Linked DNA regions of Mus musculus: region 2 is linked to region 1. A link is a contact called in public promoter capture Hi-C data. All regions are on one chromosome and are shown on one strand. The core of a region is the stretch at or near the end of the contact, and the rest is flanking DNA. Distances in the headings are between cores, read along the strand shown. Region 1 has its middle 110 kb from the start of Gm26263. Region 2 holds the start of Sgpp2 (sphingosine-1-phosphate phosphatase 2).

The links. Promoter capture Hi-C pulls out the DNA fragments that hold promoters and counts their contacts.
Region 2: a promoter capture Hi-C map of cranial neural crest shows a contact between it and region 1. The contact joins the promoter of Sgpp2 here to the enhancer-like site in region 1. A contact is called at or near these places in 6 of 39 promoter capture datasets (the 3T3-L1 cell line, the C10 cell line, cranial neural crest and 3 more) and 1 of 115 datasets of contacts at active chromatin or transcription factors (embryonic stem cells).

Annotation. Positions count from the first base shown.
Region 1 is chr1:78,005,848-78,010,588 of GRCm38.p6, forward strand. No RefSeq gene overlaps it. Among named protein-coding and RNA genes, the nearest start is that of Gm26263, 110 kb to the left of the region's middle. Within about 2 kb of position 3,099, at least 14 of the 459 cell types and tissues checked have an H3K27ac peak or open chromatin away from gene starts, as enhancers often do.
Region 2 is chr1:78,307,807-78,312,188 of GRCm38.p6, forward strand. Sgpp2 (sphingosine-1-phosphate phosphatase 2) reads left to right here and starts at 2,540. Exons shown (of 5, transcript NM_001004173.2): 1 at 2,540-2,696. The coding sequence starts at 2,613.

The DNA of each region.
Region 1 (4,741 bases), core at 1,849-4,348:
TATATATATATATATATATATAAAATGCCCTCCACATCTTCATTTAATTAACCAAACTTATTTCATATAGGCTGATACTGTCTTCTTGCTACACTTTGCTCTTTGCTATAGATCTCCCAGACATAGGCCCTTCCTTGAAGCACTCAGCCTCAGTGTACAAGATTATTTATCAATTAAACTTATATGACTTTAAGTTAACTGTGAGGAAACCTGTTGAGGAAAAGTCAGTGTCAATTCATGCCTTTTTTTTTTTAACACTGAAGCCTAGGAAACACTTTGCAAATCATAACAGCTGAAGACACCATTCCCCACACGTCCTATTACCTTAATTTTTTTTTAGTGCTGCTTTTCAAATATTTCATTTCTACCTATGCCCAACTCACTTTTGAATATTTATATTTATTTATGTATGGACTAAAATGTGGGCCCTGGTAAGCATATCATAACACCTGCAAAAGGTTCCCAATCAGGCAGCACTCCAGCAGCCATGTTTTAGAGTCAGGCTGTTGCAAATTCTCCAAGAACAACTGTGGATCTCGTCCTTGAGCAATCCCACCGGTGCATAGGAGAGAGCCCTGGCCAGCACACAGGAAGGGGCCAAAAAAAGAGACAAAATGGCAGTCTTCAGCATCATTGACATTTATGTGAAACAACTGTGACCAGAAAGACCCAGATAAATCTCTCAGCACTGATACAACCATATAAGGTATCCCTGCCCCGTGTTTTTAATGTCTTTTCTATTTCCTAGGTACTGCGAAGGGTTGCCAGGAGCACTAGGGAAAAGAAAGCATTCTCTCGGCAGCCACGTAAAATATTTTCAAGAGAATGCAAAGGTTTTAGAAACTCTTTCCATACTCCCAGATCTTCCTAATTATACAAAATATCAAAACACTTGGGAAAACAGCAAAACTTCTGATCATCTTAAGTTTCTATTTCCCAAGTGGGCCTTGGGGTTGGACTTTCTCAGAGCCTCTCAAGGTTTCACTGGAAAGGTCTCTGCCAGACACTGCTTAGCTGGCATGCTTCTCACGGGATTCAAGAAAAACAATTACCCTACTACGACTAAAATAAAATATTTTGTGGCAGTGTTCACTGCTAAAAGACAAGCACAAATATCCAGAATGGGAGCATATTGTAGGTGGTTATGGAAGATTGACAGGATGCTCCACCCAATCAGCTGATGATCAAAAGACACCCCATCTAGCCGTCCAGCTATCCAGCCGTCCAGCCATCTCCACTGCCAGGCCAGCGTGGTCTCCCTCCCCACTCAGCATCCATCACGTCCTCTCATTTCCCAGAGCAATCCTGCATAATATCTTTTCATGTTTGTTTTGAAAGCTAGAAATGTTGTTTTCTATATGCTGTGTTTCCCACATGGCATGCGTGCCGTGTGGTGTGCAATTTGAAGCTTTTCAGCTAATCCTTCCAAACGCACAGGTGGGTGAGATGCTGGAAGACTGCACCCCAAGAGGACGTGTGTTTAAGCAGTTCAAGATTTCTGAACGTGGAGATTATGTCATTATTCAAATTTCCATTTCGGGAGAGATGATTAAATCATTCCATCCTGATGATTGTTGTGTAGCTAAATAAACTTCCCAAGTGTCCTTGGTATTTGCCTAAATTGGTTGTGAAAGGCAGATCTAGTTTCTATTTGTAAAGAGTTTCTTGAAGTTTCTTTCAATCTCACAAAACCAATCCAAAACGTGGAAAATTAGGAGCAGAAAACTCTGAAGGTCTTTAGGCTTCAAGAGAGCATCAAGGAAGCCATCGATATGTGCCTTTTATAGGATGAAGTACAACGGAGGATACAGGACCCAGGCAGGAGGAGATGAAGATAAGAGGTTAGCTGTATCAGTATAGAGGAGGAGGCAGCAACTGGGCCATGTCCCTTCTCTCAGAATAGCCCCTCACTAAGCCCCTTTTCGCCTCCTCATCCTCAAGAGTTTAGTGAAAGGAGATGCTGAAGGGAGATTTTTTTCCCCCTGCAACCTCCCGTGTCATGAAACTGAGAAGCAACAGGAAAGAGATCCCCCATCGCATCCCATACAAACAAACACAAGCAAACACCACCGTATCGCAAGAGATTTTGTGTCTCCACATCACCAACCTGCCACCAATGCTGGTGGCACGCTAGCTTTGAGAGATGTTTAATAACACAGAGTTCTAAAACAGAAAAAGAGCTCAGGAGGCAACAAATTCGCCAAAAGGGAAAATGAAACCACCAAAGAAGTCATGGAATTCCTTGATAGTCCCCATAAGGTGACGTAACCTACCCTCCGATCTCCCACTTGGATATTTAAACTTAATGTCTCAGACAGGAGGGTCACAGAAGACAGAGGTGTTGATACATTTCTCATGCTCTCTCCTGATCCTTCGTCTCTCTCTCTCTCTCTCTCTCTCTCTCTCTCTCTCTCTCCCTCTCCTCTTGACCACTTATATTCACTTTCTCCTTCACTGTAGCCAGAGACCAAGAAGCAGACTCCAGTTTCCCTAGAACAGATCAATCCTAACAACAATTTACTCTCATGGATGAAAATCCCATTTTCCTCTATGAGGGACTGCTCAGTCAGAAGGCCATGTGGGCCCAATTTGAAAGAAATGGGAAAAAGAAACCAGCCACATCCACTGAGAGCCTGAGGAGCAGGCTGTCCAAGAACAGGGGGGTGGGGGTGGGGGACCAGCATGTACTATGCTTCTAAATTTTATAAGGATTTAGAAGAGCAGAAGAAAATAGCGAAATAATAATTTGGTGCTTAGAGGCTGTGGCTCAAAAAAAATTACAATATTGAATTATAGCAATATGGGATGGTTGCCAAAACTAAGTTTCTTTCTTTTTCTTTTTCTTTTTTTCTTTTTCTTTTTCTTTTTTTTTTTTTCTCCTTCTTTCTTTTTTTTTTTTTAATTTGGCCTTTAAGCCATTTAACAGAAAGATTCCTTTAAAATAATCTATCTATAAAAAATGGAAGCTCACAGAGCTCTTAGAGCTTAAAAGTTACAGACAAAGGAAGCAACTGAAGTGCCTCTCCTGATCGCACCTTAGACTCCTGAGGTCTGCAGAGAGACTGCAAAAGAGCGCCCCCGCATGGACATAGTGAGACGCAGCCTCTGTCGTAGGCACACGGGTGCGCAGTGTAGTTAGAAAAGTGTCCACAATCTCAGGCAAGGACCACACAGTGATGGCAGCCATTTTCCCTGTGAAAAAGTAGCTGTGAAGGGAAGCAGGATATTGACTTAGTAAGCCCACTTCTCTTCTTTCTCTCCCATGGCTTTGAGCTATTTTGTTTTCTCTGGTGTGTGTCCAAGGTAATAGGACCGGTTTCTGCAAATCGCACTGGAAAGGCGGCCCTGGGTACTTTGCATGCCTCGAGTTTGCAGAGGGCTCGTGGAAGCGGCAACAGGTGGGTCTTATTGAGGTTTACAGAAGCAGTCCTGGGGAGGCAGCGTGCCAAGTGTCAGCTCTGCGTTCCATAAATATGCATACATTAGCGTTTAAGATCTCCCTGCATGAATCAGGGTTATTCTATTCTGAAGCACATAAAATTTCATGTGAATTCCATTTTGGTGGGACTTGAAATATACCGCTCACTGACAGTACATTTTCTCATCCGATACCCACAGTAGATTTTATTTAGCATTTAACAATATCATGATTGACTTGTTAATAAAAACTCTCTTATTTCAGATGGGTCATAAATCAGACTGAATCTTTGAAGAGCTGTGCAAACAAGCGAGGAAGGATCCAAGATGACTGTATATTTCTAGTCTCTATTCAGTTTGGTCCCTGATGCTGGCATGATGGCATGTTAAAATTTTGGAGAGAACTTTCAAAGTGAAAAAGTGTCCATTGGCTCATTTTACCAGAAAGGAAGAAAGAAAGAAAGAAAGAAAGAAAGAAAGAGAGAGAGAGAGAGAGAGAGAGAGAGAGAGAGAGAGAGAGAAAGATAAGAAAGAGAAAGAAAAAAGGAAGGAAGAAAGAGAAAGAAAGAAAGAAAGAAAGAAAGGGAAAAGAAAAGAGAAGAGAAGAGAAGAGAAGAGAAGAGAAGAGAAAAGAGAAGAGAGATATAGAATTTTCTAGTTCATAATCCATTTCCTTCATTTTGTGTACTTAGTGCATATCAAACACACAGCCTTCAACATTTTCTGTGACTGAGACAGGATTCTGCCTAGGAATGTAGACACTGAGCAAGTCTGAAGACGATGCAGGCAGTCTAGGGAATAGAATTCCCCGCGTGCTGCGGTCCCTCACTGTGCTGTTATGGTTCATTAACTGTTATGTTAAAGAAAGCTACAGAGTTAAAGCATTTCTTTATCACTGTGCTCCTTAGAGATGTGACTGCTATATATGAATCCCAACATGATCTGAAAATTCCCTTCCTGACGCCCGTTTTTTTTTTTTTTTTCTTTAGTCATTCCCATGAAAATCCTATATACAAAAGACATGGCATTGCTGGGCAGTGGTGGCACAAGCCTTTAATCCCAGCACTTAGGAGGCAGAGGCAGAAGGATTTCTGAGTTTGAGGCCAGCCTGGTCTACAAAGTGAGTTCCAGGACAGCCAGGGCTACACAGAGAAACCCTGTCTTGAAAACAAACAAACAAACAAAAAGGACATGACATTTTAAACTTAATTGTAAAATTTTGGTTTTTTATGATTCTTAAAAGATTTATTTGATTTCTATTTCTGTGTGTGTGTGTGTGTGTGCACGCGCAGACATTTGCAGATGCCTCTGGAGGTCAGAAGAG
Region 2 (4,382 bases), core at 1,290-3,789, 300 kb after region 1:
TTCCCCGCTAAAGGTGACACTTCCAAGCTTCTCTCCAGACTGCAAGGGCACATTTTCACTGTGTGCTCCTTTTTAGAAGCTATACAAAAAAAGGACAAAGACTTAGGGTGTGGTCCCAGGGCAGGGCACAAGGAAGCCATTGGATGAAGGCAGCTCAAGTCATTGAGTTAGCCACTAGCCATACAGTGGGACCCGTATAACAGAGAGAAATAAATATCTGTCTTCTTAGAACCACTGTCTTTTGGAGTCTGCTCATTATAGCAACTTAGGCAAACCCCTAACTAATATATCCAATACTGATTCCTTCAACATATGTCACTGTCTGCACATGGTATTACATACCTGGAATCTAGAACTTGCCAGGCAGAGGCAGACATATTTGAGAATCTGAAGACATTTGAGGCTATATCACAAAGCCATGTCTTTAAAAAATAAAATACAAAGGGCCAGAGAGATGGCTCTGTGGATAGGAGCACTTGCTGTGAGTGCATGAGGACCGAAGGATGTGGCAATGTGGCATTTGTAGCCCCAGCAACTGTGGAGGGCAGAGCCAGCCTAGCTCCAGGTTCTGTGAGAGAGCCTGCGTCAATGGAAGGAGACATAGGATGTAGAGCAGGACCTTTGTCACAGTGCATATTGCTGTAACTGGCTCGTGATGCCTCTGAAGATTTTCACAACAGTCTCTTAAGAAAGACAATAAATGAAGACTAGTGTCTCATCATAGAAGGAAACAAAAACCACGGTGACTTATCTCAGGGTTCATGAGTCACTAAAAACTTGAGTCAAAGACCTGAAAGAAATCTAATTTGGTACCACATTAAGTATGACATATTTTGACATATTTTTAGGTTTCTCTCTCTCTCTCTCTCTCTCTCTCTCTCTGTCTCTCTCTCTCTCTCTCTCTTTCTGAAATAGAAAGGTTGGAGCGACCCATTTAGGAGACATGCAATTCAAGGGTCTTCCTGGGAGAACATATTCTTTAAATGTATAAAGGCTCAGGTTGGGAGCTACTGTAATGTCAGCTGTTAAAATCAAACTTTGGGGGTGGGAGAGGACTGAAATGCTGGCTCAGCAGTTAAGAGCACTGGCTGATCTTCCAGAGGTCCTAAGTTCAACTCCAGCAACCATATGGTGGCTCACAACCATCTGTAATGGGATCTGATGCCCACTTCTGGTGTGCTCATACACATAAAAATAAATAAATAAATCTTTAAAAACAAAAATCACTACAGCACTAGGGGTGGAGGCAACTGCCTTTTCAGCCACACATGACTGAGTATGACATAGGGCTGCATTTTCCTCTGGAAGAGGAAAGAAAATAGAATCTCTGAACAAGCCACTGCTGACTTAGCGACCTTGACATGTTCTCCAGATAGGACTAAGGAACAAGGGAGTCAGAAAACTGGAATGAGAGGGGACCAGATCATCTTCACGTATCAGGAACCGAAGACTTCCCAGCCTAGAAGGACAACTGGATAAGCAAGGGTGGTGGCAGGTGTTCATGCACGGTCCTTTATTCCGCCAAATAGCAGGCTTTAAAAGGGCGGCCAGGAAACCCCCCCCCCCCCCCCCGCAGCCTTCTGTTCCCAACTAAGGATTGGATTATAGTTTTGCTGCAGGCCAATCACCTGGCCCTCGTTTAACTGTTGCTTCTCACTCCCTGCAATGAGGTACAGAGGTCATCTTAGGATCTCAGAGACCCGGAAGGGAGGTTTAGGAAAGCTCAGGAAAAACCATCTGCAGGACGTTTCCTTTGCTCTTCTAAGCAGTGGCTGGCGCCTGGTAGTCGCTCAGTACCTTGTTCCCTTTGGGTCTAAAGTCTTCCCAAGGCCAAAAGGGAGGAGGTATGTGGGAGGGAGGGAGAAAGAGAGGAAGAGAGAGAGAGAGAGAGAGAGAGAGAGAGAGAGAGAGAGAGAGAGAGAGAGAGAGAGAGAGAGACCACACACACACACACACACACACACAGCGGGTAGGAGAGAGAAAGAGATTTCTATTTTTCCATAAAATCACCCGGGTTGACTCTCCGCATTTCTGCTATTCTTTCTCAAATTTGAATGAGGTGACTGGCCTGTGAGAAGGAAACATTTCAGGAAGTTTAGAAATCACTGAGAATTCTCCCTAGGAACCAGACTCCCTGGGAATTAAGTCTTTCAGAAAACAAGCAAAGGTTGGGGCAGGGAGCTGGGATGTGGGGGACACATGTGTAGTGGCGACCAGTTTCACCTTGAACTCCAGATTTGAAAGGAGGGTCACAAAGCGTCCAGGCTTCCGGCAGCACTTGGAAGGATGCGCGGGAGTGGGGATGGCGCATAGGTCATGCACGTGGACCCGTCCACGCAGTTGCAAGCACACTCTCCAGCAGGCAGGTAAGGGGCTGGGGCCGCCCGGTTGGCTAGGAAGGGGACGGTGACGTGTGCAAGGTGGTGGCGGACACCTGGGCTTGCCCGCGTGTAGGGCGGGCGCTAGGACCCGGGTGGCGCACCTGTTGGCTGGCACCGCGCCCCGCCCGTCCTGCGCTGGGAGCATCGGGCTGCGGAACGCGAGGCCAGGGCGCACGCTGAGGACACGGACGCGCGTGGCTGCGGGTCGGAGGAACGGGGTCACGGCTCACCATGGCCGAACTGCTGCGGAGCCTGCGGGATTCACAGCTCGTGGCGCGCTTCCAGCGCCGCTGCGGGCTCTTCCCAGCGCGGGAGGTCAGTCCTAGGGAGAAGGGCCTTTCGAAGTGGGCGACAGGGGTCCCGGAGGTCTCTCATCTCTCCGACAACCGGGATTCGGTGTCTGCCGTTGGGGAGGAGGGCGACGGCCGCCTGCTTACCTGCGGCTCCGGGTGACTCCTAGATGGGGATTGGAGGGCTCCAACCGCCGCCACCCGGCTTCCATCCTAGGAAGGGCACGGCGGGGAACAGTCACCCGATGCCACCCTTTCTCGCTGCAGGTGGCAGTCAGTCACTTCTTTTCAGACACCACCTTTGCATGCATCCGCGGAAAGACTTTCTACTTTAATTACTTTAGTGAGTAAGTTCGTTAGATTCCACCCAAAGTGTGAGAGTTACGTAACTGAAAAGAGGAGCGGGGATGTCCTTGGCACTTCCCTGGGACACAGCCTGAGAACTCCTCAAAGTCCTTAGGTTGCTGCCGCATCCCCCCTTCCTACTCCGTGCAGACATCCCAGTCGCGCGCTTTGCTTTGCTGAACACCCGCCCTGGACTCCTCTGGGAATTCACAGCCCCGCCCCCCAGCTAACCTAACCTCAGAGATGGGAGTTCAACACTGTCTCCCTCCCGACGTCCCCCTAGTTTTGGAGGCACTGGTTGGTCTTTTATGATTGGCTCTTACGGCCTTTTCGGTAGATGCTTTGCATCCGGAGCAAGGTTATACAACCCTACTGCAGCTTTGCGTTATGAGGTGCACAGGGACTCCTCCAGGCTGAAAGGACCAGGCAGGCGGCAGATGGCAGCTAGGAAAGCTTGTCTCCCTTGGGCACCACCAGCAGCTGCCCTTTCCCTCGGCTTAAGTAGAAAATAACAAACCAGGACAGAAGCAATTCTACTCCGCCTCCCCCACCCCCCTTCTTCAGTGTTTTATTCTTTCTGAGAGATTCTGGTGACTGGAAGGTGACACGTCCTTATATATAGATAACTACTTAAGAACCTGGCGCTTGTGTAGGACAGAATAATAGAGGCATCAAATTACAGAATTCATTTGAAAAGTGGCAGTAGGCTAGTTGTGTATTCTCAGCTAGAGAAATTCTTCAAAATATTTTCACTTTATAGTTACTTCACGGCATGCTGATAGCTTTGAGATTAATTCAAGACATCTCTCTTTGCCAGAGCCTTGCCTCAAAAGGTGCTAGCACATAAGCCCAATGCCCCACCCCCACGGGAAGCGTTTTCCTGTACAGGCGCTCTGTTTAGGCTCAGGACCAGCGCGGGGGTGGGGGTGGGGGGCTGCACTCTATCCGACTTGTCTCCCCTGTACCTGCTCTTCCTCATTCAGGACTGAATTTTTCCACTAATGTTTCTTAAATTGTTTTTACACAATCCCCTTGATTACTTGCCTGCACATTCTGGGGAAGGCTTCTTCCTTCTTGTAGTCCCAGATAGTCTGGGGAATCAAGGAGTGGGGTTCTCGTTCCCAGCGCTTGGATTACTGAAGTCCATGAAATAAGTAAAAGAAAACTGAAAGTTCAGGATATTAAATCCCTGTAGTAGCCATAACAGGAAAAAAATTAACTCAAGACCTTTTGATAAGGGAAGGGTTCATGAGGTTTTTTTTGTTTTTAGGTTCATTTTAAAAGATGTGGAAAGGTTAATCCTTAACAAACACATGGAACGTTCCCCCTGAGAAGTAATTGCATCCCTGCCCCCAGATAACTCACA